4 separate regions of the Mus musculus genome follow, and regions 1, 2 and 4 are each linked to region 3. The links are chromatin contacts, called in public HiChIP or PLAC-seq and promoter capture Hi-C maps. All regions are on one chromosome and are shown on one strand. The core of a region is the stretch at or near the end of the contact, and the rest is flanking DNA. Distances in the headings are between cores, read along the strand shown. Region 1 holds the start of Etv4 (ets variant 4). Region 2 holds the start of Nmt1 (N-myristoyltransferase 1). Region 3 holds the start of Slc25a39 (solute carrier family 25, member 39). Region 4 holds the start of Map3k14 (mitogen-activated protein kinase kinase kinase 14).

What was found. Promoter capture Hi-C pulls out the DNA fragments that hold promoters and counts their contacts. HiChIP or PLAC-seq counts read pairs in DNA pulled down with a chosen protein or histone mark.
Region 1: a contact with region 3 is called in a FOXA1 HiChIP or PLAC-seq map of pancreatic cancer cells. The contact joins the promoter of Etv4 here to the promoter of Slc25a39 in region 3.
Region 2: a promoter capture Hi-C map of liver shows a contact between it and region 3, with 2.4 times the contacts expected there. The contact joins the promoter of Nmt1 here to the promoter of Slc25a39 in region 3. A contact is called at or near these places in 1 of 39 promoter capture datasets (liver), 1 of 484 Hi-C or Micro-C datasets (CD4 T cells) and 1 of 9 other capture datasets (adipose tissue).
Region 4: an HNF4G HiChIP or PLAC-seq map of pancreatic cancer cells shows a contact between it and region 3. The contact joins the promoter of Map3k14 here to the promoter of Slc25a39 in region 3. A contact is called at or near these places in 2 of 115 datasets of contacts at active chromatin or transcription factors (microglia and pancreatic cancer cells).

The regions. Positions count from the first base shown.
Region 1 is chr11:101,783,922-101,786,621 of GRCm38.p6, forward strand. Etv4 (ets variant 4) reads right to left here and starts at 1,389. Exons shown (of 13, transcript NM_001316365.1): 1 at 1,187-1,389; 2 at 596-706; 3 at 309-402; 4 at 46-93. The coding sequence starts at 655. Gm39392 (a long non-coding RNA gene) reads left to right here and starts at 1,400. Exons shown (of 3, transcript XR_880221.3): 1 at 1,400-2,700.
Region 2 is chr11:103,027,225-103,029,924 of GRCm38.p6, forward strand. It overlaps Nmt1 (N-myristoyltransferase 1), which reads left to right and starts at 1,319. Exons shown (of 12, transcript NM_008707.4): 1 at 1,319-1,478. The coding sequence starts at 1,348. It also overlaps a transcript of Dcakd not described here.
Region 3 is chr11:102,406,090-102,408,789 of GRCm38.p6, forward strand. It overlaps Slc25a39 (solute carrier family 25, member 39), which reads right to left and starts at 1,428. Exons shown (of 12, transcript NM_026542.3): 1 at 1,301-1,428; 2 at 466-565; 3 at 273-332; 4 at 117-161. The coding sequence starts at 550.
Region 4 is chr11:103,265,989-103,268,688 of GRCm38.p6, forward strand. Map3k14 (mitogen-activated protein kinase kinase kinase 14) reads right to left here and starts at 1,413. Exons shown (of 16, transcript NM_016896.3): 1 at 1,350-1,413.

The DNA of each region.
Region 1 (2,700 bases), core at 139-2,638, 620 kb before region 3:
CCCATGTCCCACTTCTAATTTTAGGAAGGAAACAAAACTACTCACCTTCTGCGAGCCACGTCTCTTGGAAGTGACTGAGGTCCTGGAAGAGATCTGATGGGTGAATATTGGATTGGTGAAGAGGTGGCGATAATATGGGGAAGAGACCTGGCGAGCCCGGGTTACAGCCTCCCCACTGGTGATAAGGGACGGAGAAGAATGAGTGGTTTGACTTTTGGGGAAACGTGGGTTGGGGAAGTCCAGGATAAGGCTTTGGGATGGATGTACGTGGATTAAGCAGAGGGGTCGCAGTTTGTCTGTTTCTTTACCTTCTGAGTCGGAAGGCGGCAGGGAGCCCGGGTCCATGAGCTTTCCCTGCGGGACCATCAGCGCTTCGCCCAAGCTCCCATTTCCGGGAGATTTCTGCTGGAAGGAGGGGGGAAGAATGCCCCCGAATCACCCTGAGGAGTCTAGCTTGGGGTTGGGGGTGGGGTCCCGGGGTGGCTCAGGGGCCAGGCGGTCCTGGACCCACTGAGACCCCCCGGGAGGGGGCTGCGGGGCGAGTAGGGGCGGGGTGCGGGGCGGGGGCGGGCGTGGAGGCCGGCGCGGCGCTCACGCTGCAGAAGGTGTAGGGCACTCGCTGGTCCAAGTATCCGCCTTTCATCCTCCGCTCCATCCGGCCGCTCCCTCCGGCCACAGGGCCGGGCCCCCGCGCGGAGGCAGAGACCTGGGAGGGGGGAGGCAGTTCGCACACGGTCCCGGGAGCGCTGCGGGGGGGAGGGGGCGATCGCGAGGCTTTGGATCGGACAGCGAAACTTCTCCGACTCGCTGGGACCTGCGCGGCCGAGCGCCTCCACCGCCACTCCTCTCCCGCCAAAGGAGGTCCCACCTGCTCCCTTGAGCTGGGGTTGGTGTGTCTGCTTTCTGCAGCCCTGCTCAGCCCGAACTGGGTTACATAAGACGTGTGTGTGCGTGTGTGTGTGCGCGCGTGTGTGAGTGTGTGTGTGTGTATGTGGGCGCGCGCGCGCGGCGCACACCATTCGCACGCCCATAACTCAGGCGCCCCCTCCAGCCTCGAATCCCGACGCCTCCCACCCCCGCCCCGGAATGTGCGGAAGCGGGCGCCGAACAGAGAGAGTGTGGTGTGTGGGAGATGAAGCGGGGAAATCACAGACACTCTCCCTTCCTTCCCCTTCCGCAGCTTCACCTGAGGTCCGGGCGTCTGTGCCGGAGCCGCGGGGGGATGCTCAGCATGCCCGGGGGATGACACAACTAAGGTGGCGGGGCTAGGCCGGAGCGAGGCGGCCTGAGCCCCGGGTCCCCAGAGCCCCGGCTTGTTTTCCGGGCGCAGCAGACAGTTGTGAGCCCGGGGGAGCAGCTGATTGGTGCATTTCCTTTGCCTTGGCCTCCGTTCTCGCTCTTCCCCCGCCCCTCCCCACCGGTTCCCTTTGTTTCATTGACTTTTGTGAATGAAACCCCAGGGCCGGGCACGCCCGCCAATCCTCAGACTCGGCTAGCTGAGCTTGAGGGAGGAGTTTCCCAGCCACGAAGACCAATCAGAAAGTAGGGGCTGGCTCCTGGCTTCATTCACTTTTTGGACTTCCATTCATAAAAAAATAAACTCCTTTCGGCTTTAGTTCATTCATAAAGAATTGAGAAAAAAAGACGGAAGCTGAAGACCCGGCAGCTTCTCCACGGGTTCCAACCTGGGTTTTGGGTCTAAGGACCCCTGAGCTCCTTCCGCTGGCGTTAGCTCACGCCTCTGTGCATCTATACTTACGTGGGAGTGTGAACACGTCTGTGTGCCCTGGGGGGAGGGGGAGGCAAACGGACTTGTGCGCCCAGAGGAACCATAATAACTAGCATTTATGAAGCGCTCTGCCTCCACGTGCTAATTTCCTTCCCATAACGTGGTGCTGCGGAGCGGTTTCCATTTTACTTTACAAATGAAAATGGAAGAAAGCTAAGAAAGACACCATGGCCTCCTCACCTGAGGTAACTCAGCTTGTCACTGAGGGGCATTAGCGTTTCAAAGCCACCAAGGTCTTCTGTGCAGCCCTCTGAGACCCCGAGCTACTTGAAAACAAATGGAGGCACAGTTGGTGCTCAGTAAATGTAAACTGGCTCAAACCGGCTTTCTCACGGGTCTGTGATCTGTAGAGTTGCTTATTCTGTGACCCGCTTTATCATTCATTCGAGGCTTTGCCAACAAGAGGCTCAAGGATGTCTCTCTCGCTGCCATCTTACTCCTTATGATAGGAAGCAGAAATCCCAAGTGACTTGGTGATCAAAAGACAGGATGGGTTCCAATTTTGTCCAAGAGGTTGATCTTAGTGTTTGTCATTCGAGCATCACTGCCTTCAGTAAATATCTGCTGTGTCAGACATGGTGCTGGGCGCCAAGCAAGTGTGAGAAAGACTACCTCCCTTGGGATCTGGGTTGCTTTAGATGCCGTCACAAGGACCCACAGGCCCACAGGGCTGCTTTCAAAGTTCATCTGTCTAACCAAACAGTACTTCTGAGAAAGAAAAGGTGCATGCAATCTCTTCCAGCCTGTAGGAGTCAGAGAAGGGACAAAAACCTTAACCCCCTGGCACCTGAACTGGGCTCTTTCTGCCACACAAACTCCTCCCCTTTACCTACCAAACTGTTCTTTAAAGTTTGAACCTGCTGCCGCTCTCCTCTAGGGACCCCCCTTTTCATGAGAGCCTGGGTCAGTCC
Region 2 (2,700 bases), core at 69-2,568, 620 kb after region 3:
CATTTAGGCAATTCTAAGATAGATGCTGCATTTACCTGGCTATAACTGATTCGTCCTTGGAAGTTGCCTGGATCCAACAGTGTGACTGGTGTGACGGTGAAGCCTTACAGAGGGCACAGAGTAGGTAGATACAGATTTATAGACAGATTTTGCCGCCTACAAACAATGTACCAACTTTTCTGGAACAGTCTTTTCATCTGTGAAAAAGGAATAATAATGGCATAACACATTCTAAGCTTGTTAAAATTATAGGAATTCAGGTACAAAAAGTCTTACGCCAGAGCCTGGCGTGTAAGTGCTCATTAAAGTCTTGTGTTGGGAGTAGGGGAGCTCGTGAGGCCTCAACCCCAGACTAAGAACTACAGGCAATTAAGGAAGGCTAAAAATGGGGGAGGAAATAGTTCTTCCCAGGCACACCAGCCCTGAAATCATTTGCATACAACATTATGCTTACTGAACGGGCTATATTTATATATTTAGGAAAACACACACACACCCATATGTAACAACAACTAAAGAAAAAGAGGCCATGAATTTGAGAGCAAGGTGGGGTGTATATGGGAGGGGTTAGAGGAAGGAAAGGGGAAGTGGGGAAATGGTGTAATTATCATAATCTTAAAAAAAAAGACTTGTTATGGAAGGCTCTAGAGGAGAATCAAAGGGAAATGTGAAGAAGAGCGCAGTGCAAAATTAGAAGCCAAGAAATGGTAAGCCTCCCCTGCAAGCAATCAAGTCTTTGGCTCGGGGGCAGTGTTCCACACACCTCAATGCACTGCCTCTCGGTTTTAGATTTCCAAAGACCCAGGTCTCCCTAAAGGCTGGAGTAGGGAAGGCAGCCGAGAGCAAACCTATAGGAAAGTCCTCTGTAAGGGCATTTGAGCTCCTGGAGAATCGCAGCCATGAACCTCAGTGTCTTTCACTTACCCAGGAATGGTAACGGTCCTTAACGTTAGCCGATAACGGCTCATCTGTGGCCTGTTGATTACCAAGGGCGGCCTGAAAACCTTGGACTTTGCAAGCCCTTTACTTGCGAAACTCTAATTCAACATGGAACTGCAACTCCCAGCGTGCCCCGCGACCACCCTATAAGGCGTACAGCGCCCTTCGTCTCAGAGGGCGGCCGAACCTAGGGGCTTCCGGAATTGCTGCCCGCTCCTCCCAAGGCAGCGTCCCTTCATGATTTCTGGGTTTTGTAGTCCACATCGGTACAGTTTTTTGAAAACAAGCCACCCTTAGTGGCAGATTTCTTCACACAAACTACAAAACCCAGAATACAGCGCGTACTTCCTCTGTCCAATAGGAGCCCTCCATGTAGCGGGGCGCGGAGTCCGGCTCTCGCAACCCAAGATGGCGGATGAGAGTGAGACAGCAGTGAAGCTGCCGGCACCTTCGTTGCCACTGATGATGGAAGGGAATGGAAACGGCCATGAGCACTGCAGCGATTGCGAGAACGAGGAGGACAACAGCCACAACAGGAGGTAACGAGATCATCGTAGCCCAATTCCTGTCCGGTCTCCCACAAGCTGGGTATCTGGGGTGCGGGGAAGTCACCGGGAGCTTAGTCTAACCCCACCCCCATGTTCTTATTGGCTAAGCCATTGAGATCCTACCTAGCGATTGGTTTTTGTCTTTGTCACTTACCAGGATGGGTGCTCAGATATTAAGGGTCGGAGACATGCAATACTTTTATTATATAAAAGTTCTGTTTAGTGTACCACTCCCTTGCTTTAGGCACGATGGGGGAAAAGAACATTTTGAACGGTAGATTTCAGTAGTACAATGCAGAGCAATCTAGAAGCTGCGGTTCAGAAGGAACGTTACTTATAAAGGTGTATGAGAAACGTGACTAGCCATAAACTAATAATAAAACATTTCGTTGTAGTTCACGCTCAATGAGGAAATTCACTAGGCTATACAAGCCATGCATATAATTATGTTGTAAAATATAACTGCCAGACAAGTCCGAAATATAAACTCACTATGATCCTATGTTATTAGTGATGTGATGTTTTGATTTATTCAGTGTCTGTTGCCTCAAATAATCGGTGAAGAGTCAATTTCATTGTACCTTCACTTTGTTAATTTAGTGAAGGGCCTCAAAGCTTCAATAAACTGATGTTGCTTCTTGGAGAACATGTGGTATTTGTGGGGTACTACTGCACGTCTTGTACTTTAGGGTCTCCCTGGGGTTTTTTGTTCGTTATGTTTTGCCTTTTTAGACAGGTTCTACTGTGTAGCTATGGCTGGCCTGGGGCATACAATGTAGAACAGATTGACTCCAAACTTGGGGTGATGTTCTTGTCTCTCGGGTATGGGGATTAGTACTGTTACAGGTCACTGTGTAGGTCAGGGTCTTACTATAAGTAATTTCAGTCTTTTGTTAGTAGAGAAGAAGAAATGGGCCAGATATTTGAGAATTTGTATTTGTCTTTGTTTTTCCAATCAGTACATCAGTAAGCCAGTCACGAAAAATGATGTATTTAAGTTCATATTATTTTCCTGCTGCTCTAACGCCCCCACCCAATATGTATGTATGTATGTATGTATGTATACATATGTATATTTTTGTGTAGAGACTTGTGGGTGTGTGATTGAGTGGTTGTTTGTTGTTGTTGTTGTTTTTTGTTTTTGTTTTGTTTTGTTTTGTTTTTTGAGACAGGGTTTCTCTGTGTAGCCCTGGCTGTCTTGTAGACCAGGCTG
Region 3 (2,700 bases), core at 178-2,677:
ACCACCACTGCTGGGCTCATGTACTACTCTATGATCATGGGTAACCCAGGTACTCGAGGGATACTCAACACTTCTTCCCTGGGCCCTCCCAAGGGCCTGGGGCTTGGGGCACTCACATTTGGTGTAGGAGAGACTCCAGAATCTGGAGGGAGTTGTCAATTCTGAAACACAAAGGTCAGCCCTGGTGGTCAGGAATGCAGCCTCCCCCACTAGAACCCCATCTCTGGGAAATCCTTATTTTGTCAGGCAGCTCGCCTTGATCTGGTACTCACCGCTGGTTGCCGAGGGTCTCTGAGACTGAAGGCGGACCTTCACCACATCCAGGGGTGTCACTGGGGAAGGAGGTAGGTCTGAAGGTTCCTTCAGGACACCACTCACCCTCTTCTTTATCAGAACCAAACTGCCTCCAACCTTTAGCCCACATTAACCCCCAGCTGCCCCATCCCCCATCTCCCCAGGTCTTACTGAAGAGGGAGGTGACCACAGCCCCGGCTCCTGAGGCCACCATTTGCTGAAGGGGGCTAATGCCCCCAGGGTCCTGATCATCCATCTTGGAATTTCAATCCTGAAAACACACACCACAGTCAAATGGAGCTTACCCCCTGACAAGGCAGGCCTGAGTGGGGGGAGTGGGGAGCAAGCATGAGCTAAGGTGCTCTGGGACTTTAACGACAGCGCACTCAGGTCTCATCCAGAGTTTGCCTCTATAATCTTTAAAATCTAGAAATGTGCTCACTTTGCCGAGGGGAAAACTAAGGCTCAAAGGTTGCTGTGACCTTCAAGGTTACGTCATTCGTTTGGAAAGAAGCTAGAATAGCCGTCGGCCAAAGACAGTGATGGCTATTTTCTCAGCCACATGCTCCTCCAGACCAGAGGCCGAAAGATCAAACACCTGAGCCCCTCCACCCAACATCTGGGCGGACACATGAGCGCCCCGGGCGAGGAGAGGTCGAGTCGGGCACCGAGAGAAACGTGTAAACAAATCTGCTGATAGAGGAAGGTCCACCTTCCTTCCCAAGATTGCTGGCCCTCCCCCACACTGCCTGCCTGGGGCCAGAGAGGACAGGCCGTGAGGCCTGGATGGCAGGACATTCTCTGTCTGCCTCCTCTCTCTCTTAAACACAAGCCGCGGAGATGGAAGCAGAGACCTAGTAACAAACCCTTTCACCGAGACTCGGCCGCACTCCATGCCCAGGCCCAGTAAAGGGGTTCACGGAGAGGCCCACCCCCTTCCCGCGGCCTCGATTCCCCTCCCAGCCGGGGACCCTCGGAGAACCCACTCCAGCCCAGGCCCGCCCACCTGGCTCGGAGCCGGTCCTTGCGCCGCGCCACGCCAGGGGCCTGGCGGGCCCATAGCGGCTCCGCGGCCGGTGCAGGGTCCGCGCGTGCCCGCTTCGCACAGCGGCCGCCCGGGAGAGCGGTGAGACCGGCTCCGCCCCCAGAAGGCGAAGCCCCGCCCCGTGGCCGACCGGCCGCGCGCACGGAGTGCAACGAGCTCCGCCCACTCGCGGCCCTCCTCCCACCCCCCCAGTTCCGCCCTTGCGCCGCGGCCGCGTGGGCGGGTCGCCGCGGCCCCGCGCTCCTTGCGGCCGGCAGGTCAAGGTCGCCGACTGGACGGCGCTTGCACCCGGCTCCAGTAGCTCTCCTCTGCCCACGCCCTGCAGGAGTGTTGTCCGGGGAGTCCAGACCTGCGATCGCTGGAACTTTCCTGACCGCTTGGGTATTGCTGCTCCGCGTCCTTTTACGAGGCAGCTGCCGCGAGGGTCGGTTCTTCAAGGTCATCAGAGTGTGGGACAGCAATGGCAAACATCTGCCCACTTAGCTCCGTGGCGGGAGTTTACGATTTATGGCGAGCCTGTTGGCTGGAATCACCATCCTCTTTTACGGATGATGAAACGGGGTTGCAACCCCAGAACGCTTTATGACCTGCAGGGCAGCCTTGTCAGCCGACCTGCAACCTGGGCTAGACGTGGTGTGGCCCTGGGCAAATTTACAGGACCTCTTTGGGCCGAGGACACAGAGAACGTAGAGCAAGAAAGAAAACCAGTGTTTCGCGACAGATCTTAGACTGTTACCACTTTTAATACTTAGAAGTTTTTTGTTTCTTTCCCCCAAGACGATCTACGTAACCTTTGCTGGCATAGTTTCCAATGTAGGCCAGAAATGGCCTCTACCAAAACTTTTCATAGTAGGTAATTACAGACGTAGGTACCCCCATTTTACAGAAAATGAAATGGACTCAAGTTAAAACTTTTGCCGCTGCCTTCCCCGGTGGGCTTGCAAACAGCGCTGTTTCCGCACCAGCTCAGTACCCGGCACCCCACCGCCCGCCTCGCCTCTAAGACTTCCAAGCTAAAACGGTGTTAACAGAAACTGGAACACGCGGTGTGAGGCTGCACCTTTAAGAAGAAAAGGCCGCGGCTTTGACGTCACTACCGTCTCCGCCCCTCAGTCCCCAACTGGTTGCAGACCGCGCTGGAGCCGCCCAGCCAGCCCAGCTAGCACGTGGATTCCAAGTGGCCAACCATAACTTTACCCTGAGAAAACCCTTTCGGCATTTCCATGGCTCGGATCCTCCAGCTTTGGGGGCGGAGTGAGAGCAAACGGGTAGTTAGGAAAGCAGCCAATGATCAAAAGGCCCGGGCAGTCGGTTGGCCGTGAGGCAGAGGCGGCAGGAGAGTCACGAGTGAAGTGTCGCTT
Region 4 (2,700 bases), core at 163-2,662, 860 kb after region 3:
TGAAAAACTCATAAAGCTGGCATCCATCCAAAGGAATTGCCTTTGACATCACTTTAAATACAAGAGGAAATACACACATACATCATAAGCAAGTCAAGAGTCTTCAAAGCATCCTCTCACATTAACAGCAAAAAGATCACCCCAACCCCCCCCCCTTTCTCTATCAAAGTTAGGTTATGCTGTTCTTATTCAGGGATCTGGAGAACTCACCCTCACTCATGGCTCTGAGGCCACAGACGAGGCATATCATCCCTCACACCTGGTTCAGGTACTTCGCTTACCAACTGGACAACAGTCTATGCATCTGACCACACCTACCACTAAATGGGAAAGTTACTAAGCAAAACCCTGCAGAACTGAAGTTAGGAAACAATCCTCTAATCTTTCAGAGAGACTATGTTTCTAGATACTCGCCAGTGTTCCGAAGTCCACTGGTCATGGTGCCACTCCTCGTTCAGTTCATTCTTTTAGCGCCCTTAATCCAGTCATTAGTGTTCATTGTCTCCAATTAACAACAACAACAACAACAACAACATGTCATTAAGACACTGATATTTGAAACTTTTCTCCACTCATCCACTTGACAGCCCATGCACACCCCTATCCATCCTTTAGGGCTGTCAGCCATCTTTTAATCTCAACTGGGGGGTGGGGAGTGGAGGGGGGGAGGTCTGAAGTTAATGAACATGATGAGGTTCCAAAGCAGGTGGGAATCTCTGCCTCAGACAAATGTTTCTTTTCACTTGGTGACAGGTGGCTGAAAGTTGCCAGAGCCGGGAAGAGCTTCCAGGACGGGACTAGTACATATAAACAGATTCCAAAAGTTCCGAGTAGAACACAGAATTAGAGAAGGGTAAGGACCATCGAGGAGGGAGGACAGCACCATCAGCGACTAGCATTGCTCTACTGAGTGCCCAGAGCAGTGATCCTCTCAGAACAAGTGATCCCAAGCAGTTCAAAGGGAAAGGCTGCTCATGTCACTGCTAGGGCAGTGGAGCGATCACCTTCTCTTGGGGGACACTTAGGAGCCAGGTCTGCCAGTAGGGCGGCTGAACTCGATGGCACGGATGTTGGGGAAAGGGAAGCAGACAGTACCCGCGCGCGTTCCGGGCAAGCGTGTGACCCGTGGGTGCGCGGCCTGGAGGTTCTAGGCGAGCACGGCGTTTCGAGCGTGGCGCTGATGGCGCTGAGCGTGCGAGCGGGTTAGACCGTAGTCACCCGGCCACCCCTCCCAGCCATCCCTCGTGGACAGCCCGGCTGCAACCCAGTCCCCGCCTGGGAGGCGCCCCTTCCCCGCCCGCTCCCTCGGCGTCCCGCTTTAGGACTCGGGGTTCTGCCCAGTCACCTACCGGCGGAGCGCCGTTGTCCTCAAACAAGCGAGTGTGGCGCTTCGCTGGCCAGCGATCGCTCCGGGCCCCTGCTGCCCCTCCTCGACCACGCCCCCGTGCCTATCCCCGCCCCGGGCCACGCCTCCCCCCGTGGCTGCGACTTTGCTAGCTTCCCGCCTCCTTTCTTTGGCCGCACCGCGACCCTTGATCCCACCCATTCCTATAAGTTAGCCAATAAAACGCCTTGATCCGGTCGGCCTGCCGGCCACTCCTCAGCAGCGATTGGCTAGCGAGGCCTCCCCAAAATGGGCACTGTTTCCGGCCAGGGTATCCAGCGCCGAAGGCTGGGTGGATGGGCGGTCTGTAGGCGAAGGAGGCCAGGGTGTTGGTTGAACTACACATGCGCTCTCGCCTTCTGGCAAATCTTACGGGCTGCATTCTTTTTGAGGTTACGGGAAGGAAGGGCGACTGTACGCATGCGTGGGCATTCCCGGCTTCGGCTTTGGTTACCTTGGAGACGGCGGGGCGCTCTCGCTCTGAGGTCTTGGGTTTCTCTGCTTTCTGCTTGAGGGCGAGGCTGCTTCGTGGGGGCCTGGTGGGGCCAGAAACATTTTTATGGAGCACGTAGAGTGAGCCCGGTTCTGTAAAGTGTGTGGAGATGAGGTTGCTCTGCCTACCCTCGAGAAGTGTGGGGAGCCAAAGGCCTATGTAGGACAGACCGGGTGTTGAAACGCTCTAAGGGAGTGTGCAGATGTGGTACAGTCTCCTTCCACCCCGAGAAGCTTCATGGTGTGTGTGCTGAGCACGGGATCCATTCTAAACTACAGAGTCAGGAAGACTTGGTCTTTGAAAACGTGCTCTCTACAGTGCCCTTTTTATGGGGCCGGGAAAGAGTGTAGGGAATTTATGGATTTTTTTTTTCTTTTCTAACTTTGCTAATGGGCTTCCTACTGTACCACAAGCTTCTGTTTACTGGTAATAAGAAATTACAAATATGTGTTTTTTAAAAAAATGTTTCCAGAATAAAAGATGCGCTGCGACCTTAGAGACTCTGCAAGGAATCCTAACTGCAGATGCAGGGACTGGTGGTATGGTGGGAGTGGCAGCCATATTCTTGGCTGGTTTGAGAAATAAGGAACGGCCTGTCTGGAAAGGTTTGAGCCAGGGCCAGACCACTGTCTGCTTGTGACCACTTTGCAGACCTAGCTTCTTTCTGGAGACAAGTTCAAGCCGACATCTGTTGTTGGACACCGAGAAAGGCCATTCATTTAGACAATGTGGAAACCCCACAACCTGGCCTGCATTCAGGAGGCTGAGGCAGGAGGATGACAAGTTTGAAGCTAGTCTGAGCTGCATAGCCTGACTTCTATGT